Regions from separate parts of the Ovis aries genome. Here region 2 is linked to region 1. The links are chromatin contacts, called in public Hi-C maps. All regions are on one chromosome and are shown on one strand. The core of a region is the stretch at or near the end of the contact, and the rest is flanking DNA. Distances in the headings are between cores, read along the strand shown. Region 1 holds the start of JARID2 (jumonji and AT-rich interaction domain containing 2). Region 2 has its middle 280 kb from the start of JARID2.

Region 1 (4,289 bases), core at 301-2,800:
AAAAGGGAAAGATAAATAAAAAATGTTGGAAGTCACGTTTGTGCTGCAGCAGCAGTGCGAGCAGAAGAGTCAACTCCAGCGGCGGCGGCGGCGGCGGCGGCGGCAGCACCACAGCGAGGGCTCGCCGAGTCTCTTTTTTCCAAGCCCCCTAACCAATGAGATAGAGGCTATCCAGCCCAACTTTAAATGGACTCTGCTTTTATACAAGTTAGGGCTCCTCGGATAATTCCCCGCCGGACGCCAGCCGAAAACTCCCACAGCTGGGCCACCAGGAGCCCGCCTACTCCGGTGCCGACCGCCCCTGGCCCAGCCCAGAGGACCCTCACGGCCCCGTCGACGAGATACCCGAGAGGCCTCGACAAACCCTTCTAGGGCCACCCCGCAGGCATCGCTCCCACGCCAAGCCTAAGACTGGAATTGAGAGAGGCTCCCTAGCTCAATGCATGGCACGCTCGGTCGCTCCACCTCACCCCCTTTCCCCAGCTTGCCGCTCACCCCTCGGCCGCCACAACGCTAGACCCCGCCACGCCTCGTGTCTACCTGCAGCCGGGCTGCTGGGTGCCAGTGCCCCAGGACTCCTGGCCCCGGGGAGAGCCGCCTATTCCCGGGGCACCTTAGAATGGTCCCCTTGATCTTCTGGAAGTTGTAGTCCCCCGACTACAAAATGGCTATGGCCATGAGCGCTGGGAACTACAATTCCCAGCCTGCCCCGCAAGCCTGTCACTCAACTCCCTTCCCCTCCTCCCCGCCCCCGCCCCCCTCGCCGGCCCTGCCAACAAACGCTTGGACGTGTCCCGCGTGTGACACTGAGCGAGGCTGGCTCGGGATTGGCCCGCAGAGCGTGTGGTCCGCGAGCGAGGAACTCCCCACGCCGGCCCGCCCCCGCCCCCCGACCACGGCCCCCCTCCCCCCGCGGCGGCCGGCCCCCTCCCCGCGCGCCCCGCCCCCACCCGCGGCGCGAACCGCCTGTGGAATCGAGGAATCGCGCGCGCGCCGCGCCGAGCGGCGGGGGAGGGACGCGCCGCGTCCCGGGGGAAGGCCTCGGAGCGTGGCGGCGCGGGGGGCGGTGTCGGCTAGGGGTTGGAGCCCGTCCTGAGGAAAACTGGGCCACGCACCAAGAGGAATCCTCGGTGCGAACTAGTTGATCGGCGGCGCCTGCTGCCTCGGCGGCACAGCCGGTGTCACCTCAGGACACCGCCTCGCGTCTCCACACGGAGCGTGCTGCGGTCGGGCTCGGGGGGAGCCCGAGGTCACCTCGCGGAAAGGCCACCTCCCGGCGCGGCACGCGGCCTGGCGGGCGAGAACGGCGTCGGGGGTGGGGGGACCCCAAAAGGGAAGCCCCGGCCGCCGCCTCCTACAAAAAAAAAAAATCACCGTCTTTTAAGAGATCGCGCTGGATCTTGGCTGGTCCCGGCGTCTCTTGCGTCTGGAGTGCCTGTTAGCGAGGCTACAACGTTGAGGGGAAACGAGTGGAATATGGAGTCCGAGCCACACAGACCCGCACACCGCGAGGAAGCGTCTGGAACGCCGATTGCCGGGAATACCACCCGCGGTAGCCACGCGAGAACCCGCGTTCTACCTGCCTCTGCCCCCTGTTGTGCTCATTTAATCGTTGATCTAAATGAAGGAGGCGGTCCCGGTGTATCTCTTCGGCCTTCGCTTTATTAGCTACTTCAAGTCTCTCTTAGCCGGTCTGCATTGTTAATTTCCTTATTCGCACCGTATGTGTAGAGCAGTGATGTTTTAAAGGATCTCCTCTCGGGCAGTTCTTTTAAGAAACGAGAAGTGAAATTAAGTACGCCTTCATACTCATTCCTATACATTCAATTCTCCTTCCCATCCCCTAGATTCTCCTTATGTCGGAAGTATCATAATCGTTAGGTTTTATCCGCAGCAGTGTTTGAAGTGTTTGAGGAGTGTCTAGAAAGGTCTCCGAAACTGGAGGTGAGAGACCTGTCACACCACCCAGGGCCCTTTCCTAAAAGGTACAGGATGGCCTGTCTGAGCTGGTCGATTTCATCAACAAATTAGTGATCATCACATCTTATGGAGTGGATTATGTAATAGTGTTAGCCCAGCTAAAAAACAGACACGTTATTAAAAGATTTCAGTAAATCAGATAAAGTTTTGCCTTTGCTGCACAGCATGGTATGCTGGATCTTAGTTCCCTGATCAGGGATGGAACCCGTGGCCCTGAAGTGGAATCACAGTCCTAACGGTTGGGCCACAGGGGAATTCTCAATAAAGCGCTATTTTAAAATGCTTTTTAATTATGACTTTACCTTTTTTTAAAAGATCTGCTTTCAAAATTGAAATAATGTGTCATATGTTGATTTCAGTCATAAAAATAAATGACCTTCTGTGCCTTCATATGGCACATATCCTGAAGGACCCAATAGAACAGATTACATTTTTCCATACTGGCCACCCAAGTGACTTTATACAAGTGACTTTTTACAATGAGGTGGTTTCAAGAGACTTTCTGATTATTATGACCTGTATACTGGCAGCCTCCACTTCACACTCAGGGTTTTAGCCAGCTCTCAGGAGGTTTAATGTCAGATCTGCCCTTCCCCAGGCAAAATTCTTAAGAACAAAGGTGGGTTTCTTCTAGGTTCTCTCAGCTAGCCTCTGAGGCTAGGCTTCTCCATCCCCAGGCGGAGAACTCCCCTGCTGAGCTACCAACTCCAGGTCACCACATAAAAACCATTCTAGTTGAGGCTGGAGGGCAAGCGAAAGGAAGGAATTTGCTCATTTCCAAAAGATTTGGATAACATTCATGTTGTTTTCCCTGAAAGGGAAAATAGACTGGTCTTTTTAGGGGTTGAAAGCTTTTCCTGTTGTGGAAGCAACTATCTCCTGATGAACTTCCTTTTACCTTTCCTGTCTTTTTACCCCTCTTTTTCGTCCTCTATCAGTGAATTATCACTCTTTCTCCTAATGATTTTAACCTCTTCCAGCACTTATCTTGACCTCTTCAAGTCGTGGTGTGAGGGATAGGAGGGTGGGGGAAGACCTCACTAGGTACAGTGTTGCTACAGGACCTACATGCCCCCACTGATCTCATCTGAAGACAGAGAACACTCAAAAGTCCTTTGTTAAGAAGCACACAGCTCAGTAGAAAAGGCAGACTCATGACTGACTATGATACCTCTGAAAAGTACTGTATTTGAACTATGAAAAGGTGGTCAAGGGAATACATTACTGAGGTGACCAGGAATGAAGGAGTTTTGAAGGATGAGTAGGAGTTCAGCAGTTTAAAGTATGCTAAGCAACTTTACTGCATTAAAAAAATAAAATCCTTGAGACCTAAAAAAAAAAAAAAAAAAAAAAAACACCACACTCATGGATGGGACTCAGTTTTCTTTAGAAGTAACCAAAGAGAAAACGGAGAGGTGAAGAGGAGCCCGAACGAGAAAGGACCTGCATGCCACTTTGGACTTTGCCTGTAAGCTAAAAAGAAGCTCAGAAGGATTTTCACTAGAGGGATAAAGCGGCTTTGTGTATTTGAAAAGTGATTCTGATTGTGAGAGATGAAGTTGAGGATTGAAGAAAAGAGAGGCAGGAAGAGCTAGAAACCAGTTGCAATGTACTAGCATAAATAAGATGAGAAATGGTTATGATCTGAATAGAGCAGCAGAGGAAAGAGCAGAGAGAGCAGAGAACAGGTTGAGAAATATTTAGAATGTCAAAAGTCAACAGGACTTGGGAACTGGTTAGCTGGAGGGAATGGTGACTAATGGGGCAGAGTCTAAATATCATTCCTTTAATCTTACCTTTTATACTCTTAATTAGGTCAATTATCCATCATAGGAAGACTGGGAACATGATGGATGTGAAAGAGGAAGAGGTAACAAATCAGACAGGAATAGAAGCAGGCCCTTACTATTCTGGGTACACATCTGTATGAGCGACCATACTGAATCAAGCAGTCTAGCCCTCCACTTGATTTCCTATAAGAAATGACAAGGAAAGAATTAAAAAGTTAATAAAGACCAAGGACAGAAGAATAATGCACAGTCCTACATTATATGCATATTGAAACTTCCCTCTTAATGCAAGGAATGACACAAGTTACTCCTAGGTGCTTTCAAACATGAATCAACTCCAAGGTTCTCCTAAGAAACAACTCAGGGTTCGTCTTCTGCAGAAATCCTGCCTTAACAGCCCATCTTCCCCTACTTATACTCTGTATAAGATACTTACATGCTTAGATTCTCCAATTTTGTCTTATATTCCCATCTCCTCTCCAAATAAAGAAATAAGCTTTTTAAAATCAGAGACCATGT
Region 2 (4,300 bases), core at 1,631-4,130, 280 kb after region 1:
TGTGAGAGTTGGATTGTGAAGAAAGCTGAGCGCCGAAGAATTGATGCTTTTGAACTGTGGTGTTGGAGAAGACTCTTGAGAGTCCCTTGGACTGCAAGGAGATCCAACCAGTCCATTCTGAAGGAGATCAGCCCTGGGATTTCTTTGGAAAGAATGATACTAAAGCTGAAACTCCAGTACTTTGGCCACCTCATGCGAAGAGTTGACTCATTGGAAAAGACTCTGATGCTGGGGAGGGATTGGGGGCAGGAGAAGAAGGGGACAACAGAGGATGAGATGGCTGGATGGCATCATGGATTCGATGGACGTGAGTCTGAGTGAACTCCTGGAGTTGGTGATGGACAGGGAGCCTGGCGTGCTGCAGTTCATGGGGTCGCAAAGAGTCGGACATGACTGAGCAACTGAACTGAACTGAACTGAACTGAAGCCTCCATCTTGGTCTTTCCCTGTTAGGGCTTGCTTGTGGGAGGCCCTGAGCAGGCCCATTTCCATGGAGAATTTTATACTAGCCCCTCAGTGATCTGTGTGCCCCTCCTACAGTGTAGAGTTGTTGTCTTCCCAGCCCATATAGATTTAGGTGGACTCATCAGATTGACCATCCAGATTCTGGCCAATGGACTATGGGCAGAAGTGATGAAACCGCTTCCAGATCTGGCCCCCAGCCCCTCCTGAGTGATGCCGTATGTGTATTCCCTCCCGGGGTGCACGCTGATGTCAGCTCCCAGGGCCAAGGGGATGGGAACCATGTGTGCAAGAGCCTCTGCCAACTGGGTCCACAGTGGCTGTGTGAACCGAGGTCTGCCTGCTCTGTTCCCTGCCACATGCCCCGCCCCCACCACTAGTCTACCACTTGGCTTATGTAAGAAAAATTCAGCAACACTTTTTGTTAAGCCTCTGAGGATTTGTAGCACGTTGGTTATGACAGAGTGTATTAGCTGAACTCATACTCAGGGAATTTCTCATGGGCTGCTGGCCACCACTTCCACGTTGGGCACACCCATGATGAAAAAGTCAGGAGACCTCTCCCTGGTCTCAGGTCTTCGTTTCTTCTCAAGCTTGCCAAAGCTTGTGGATAGAAATGCTTGATTATCCTTGCGTTTCAATTCTGCTTCCCTGGAACGGAGGGCTGGTTCTCTGCGGCCTAGGCCTAAGATGAAACTGATCTGTAATGATGATTGCTATTCTCTGTGTTATTGACAAACATTAGAGCAATACTCAGACAGTAAAGAATCTGCCTACAGTCCATAGAGTCACAAAGAGTTGGACATGACTGAGTGACTAACATACATAACATACATTTGTCTAGCCCTGGGCTGGGACTGAGAGAAATAGTAAAGAATATAGTTTTTCTCCTCAAATTGTATCAGTTAAGTAGAGAAGCAAGATATTCATATAGAAATCAACCAGAGGATAACACGCTGCCTTATGTAAACAGAGTCTATAGGAATTCAGCAAAAGGAAAGTTTCGTGTGGACTGTATTTCACTGGAGAAGCGACCCGCAGAGCTAAGGATTCTACTTGGTCTAGAAGAGAGTCTGGGCACCAGAGTATAATGAGTGAGAACGGGCCCAACATGAAGTCACATGTGCCCGGCTGAACACAAGGAGAACCTGTTCTCTTCTCTGTGGAGGAATAAATAAGGTTTGGCCAAGCAAAGCTGAGGATCTGAGGTGACTGGAGAAGGCTGGAGGGGTGGGGAAAATGACTGGTGTTTACACTCGGTTCTTCCTGGGTTCCTCCTGCTAGAGGAAGACAAGATAGAGGTGGAAGAGCCTTGGGTTGGGTTCCCTTGTTCTAGGCCTTGAGGGGACATAACTGCTATGAGGGGCCCTTGTCCATAGGCCACACTCCTCTCATCCAGTGTGTGCTAAAGTCAGCTCAAATGGGTTTGAGAGCGTCGATGGACACCTTTACACAAATTTTGCTTGCCAGTTGCTAAAGGCATCTATTATGATTATGAATTAAACTGTGTAAGTCTTATACAAATTTACAATTTAACAAATTATATGAAAACAAAGTTAAAGCTCAAATGCATCAATTGCCTAGTATTGGCTATGTTTTTCTATTATCTGTGCTCTAGAGTTTCTTACAAATATTATAATTGCTCAGTGATCTCACGGGTTGAATTAACTCCCCACGTTCATATGTGAAGTGCTAATCTACCAGTCTCAGAATGTGACCTTATACAGAAATAGGGCTTTTGCAGATGTAACTAGTGAAGATGAGGTCATTAGGGTGGTCCATTCATCCGATATGCCTGATGTCCTTATAAAAAATGGAAATTTGGACACAGACTTACATACGGAGAGAACACCATGTGAACATGGAGAGAAAGATCAGGGCGATGCTGCAGGAGCCAAGGAATGCCAGAGACGGCCAGGCAATCCCCAGAAGGTGGGAGGCAGGCCTGGAACTGGTTATCCATCACAGCCCTGGAAAAGAACCACTCTGCTGACACCTTGATCTGAGGCTTCCCAGTCCCCACAACTCTGGTTGAAGGCACCTCATCTCTGGTGTCCTGGGAGGCAGCCCCAAGAAGCGAATCCAGGTGGAAACATTATATTGTGTAATGATGTGTTGCTGTTCATCGCTCCCCAGCTCCCCCCCACCCACTGCCCCCGGCACCCTGGCCAGCTCCTGCAGCTCCTCCTTCTTTGAGAGCCTGAAATCCACCAGAGTACGCTGATTTGTAAACAAACACCACAAATTAGGGTTTGATTCATCGTTTCCGTGTTTGTTTAGACAGAGGGTTGGCAAAAAGCAGCCTGTGGGCCAAACCCGGGCCCCCTCCTGTTTTTGTAAAAGTTTTACTGGAACAGGGCTGTGCTCATTCACTGACCTGTTTTCCGTGGCTGCTGTCACATGGGAGGGGCAGGGGTGGCTCACAAAGCTGGCAAAATTTATCATCTGTCCCTTTAGAGGAGAAGTCTGTTGACCTTTGGCCTGCACTTGAGAAAGCAATGTGGGCAATGTTAAAAACACAGATAAAACTTTAAAGCGTGCCCGTGGGTAGCCGTTACATTGTGATAGCACCAAAAATTGAGAAAATGTAGTATTTGAGAACTATGATCTGATTCCAGAGTGGTTGCTCTTGTTTATCAGGGACAAATAAGTGAAGATCTGACATAGATCTTGGTAGTTTCATTGTCTTCTTGTTTATTTAAATAAAAATGTGTCATATGTGTCAGAGCATATGTGTCAGAAGTATCCTTGTTTGTCAGTTGCCACCGAAGGGTTGGCAATAGGCATGAGCATTTGCGGAAAATCGGTGGAAGCATCTGTGAGAATCAGTTGACTATAGGGCATTTATTTATGTGTATTTATAATAAACCAATGCATGTATGAAGTAAAAGTCACTCAGTCGTGTCCAACTCTTTCAACCCCATGGATTGCAGTCCATGGAATTTTCCAGGCCAGAATACTGGAGTGGGTAGCCTTTCGGTTCTCCAGGGGATTTTCCCAACCCAGGAATCAAACCCAGGTTTCCCGCATTGCGGGCAGATTCTTTACCAGCTGAGCCACAAGGGAAGCCCGGGTGTGGAGTGAGTAGCCTATCCCTTCTCCAGTGGATCTTCCCAACCCAGGGATCGAACCGGGGTCTCCTGCATTGCTGGCGGATTCTCTGCCAACTTGTATGTATACACAATGCATGTATACACAAGCACATACCTGTGTCCCCTGGAGAGCCTGTGGTTGAACAGCCTCCAGCTCACCATGCCCCCCATCTCCGTGCAGTACTCACAGCTGAGCAGAGGCCACCCAGCTCGTGGGTGTGCTGCCATATGACTTTGGCCTTGGCTTGGTTTCACTCCTGTGTAGGTTTGGCTTGTCAAGGAGAGCACTGCTGGTGGGAACAATTGTGGTAGAAAAGCTCGGGGGCACCAAGGAGCTCGGCTTGGCTAAAATCTGCTCTGGGAGAGGGAACAGCAAACACCAAGAGTTCTGGGGTGAAGTGGGCCTGCTGACGGAAGGCCTCAGAAGCATATCCAAGTTCGGACGTGCCCCCCGCAGCAGCAGAAGTTCCTCTGCAAGGGAATGACAGGGTGAAAGCGCTGACTCCACAAGACAGGTCAGGGGCCAATGGGAGGGACGCACAGAAGACTAGCCAGAGACTACTGCAGCCTTCGCCTTAGAAAAGGCCTCGGAGCGTGATGGCTCGGCTCGAGGCCTGTGTTCTGACATTTGGAAAGAAGACTTGCAGAGTCTTAAGGAACGGGATCCTTGTTTGATTGTGGAAGTCTCAGTGGACCCCAGAGCTCACAAAACAGAAAAACAGAAAAGCAGTCTGAAAAGCTTTGCC

The links. A called contact is a pair of places that touch in the nucleus more often than the background predicts.
Region 2: a Hi-C map of liver shows a contact between it and region 1, with 2.8 times the contacts expected there. The contact joins the enhancer-like site here to the promoter of JARID2 in region 1. A contact is called at or near these places in 2 of 16 Hi-C or Micro-C datasets (liver and muscle).

The regions. Positions count from the first base shown.
Region 1 is chr20:40,906,045-40,910,333 of ARS-UI_Ramb_v3.0, forward strand. It overlaps JARID2 (jumonji and AT-rich interaction domain containing 2), which reads right to left and starts at 1,551. Exons shown (of 19, transcript XM_042236974.2): 1 at 1,375-1,551.
Region 2 is chr20:41,187,456-41,191,755 of ARS-UI_Ramb_v3.0, forward strand. No RefSeq gene overlaps it. Among named protein-coding and RNA genes, the nearest start is that of JARID2, 280 kb to the left of the region's middle. Within about 2 kb of position 2,881, at least 1 of the 54 cell types and tissues checked has an H3K27ac peak or open chromatin away from gene starts, as enhancers often do. A contact at or near this core is called in liver, where this site is marked.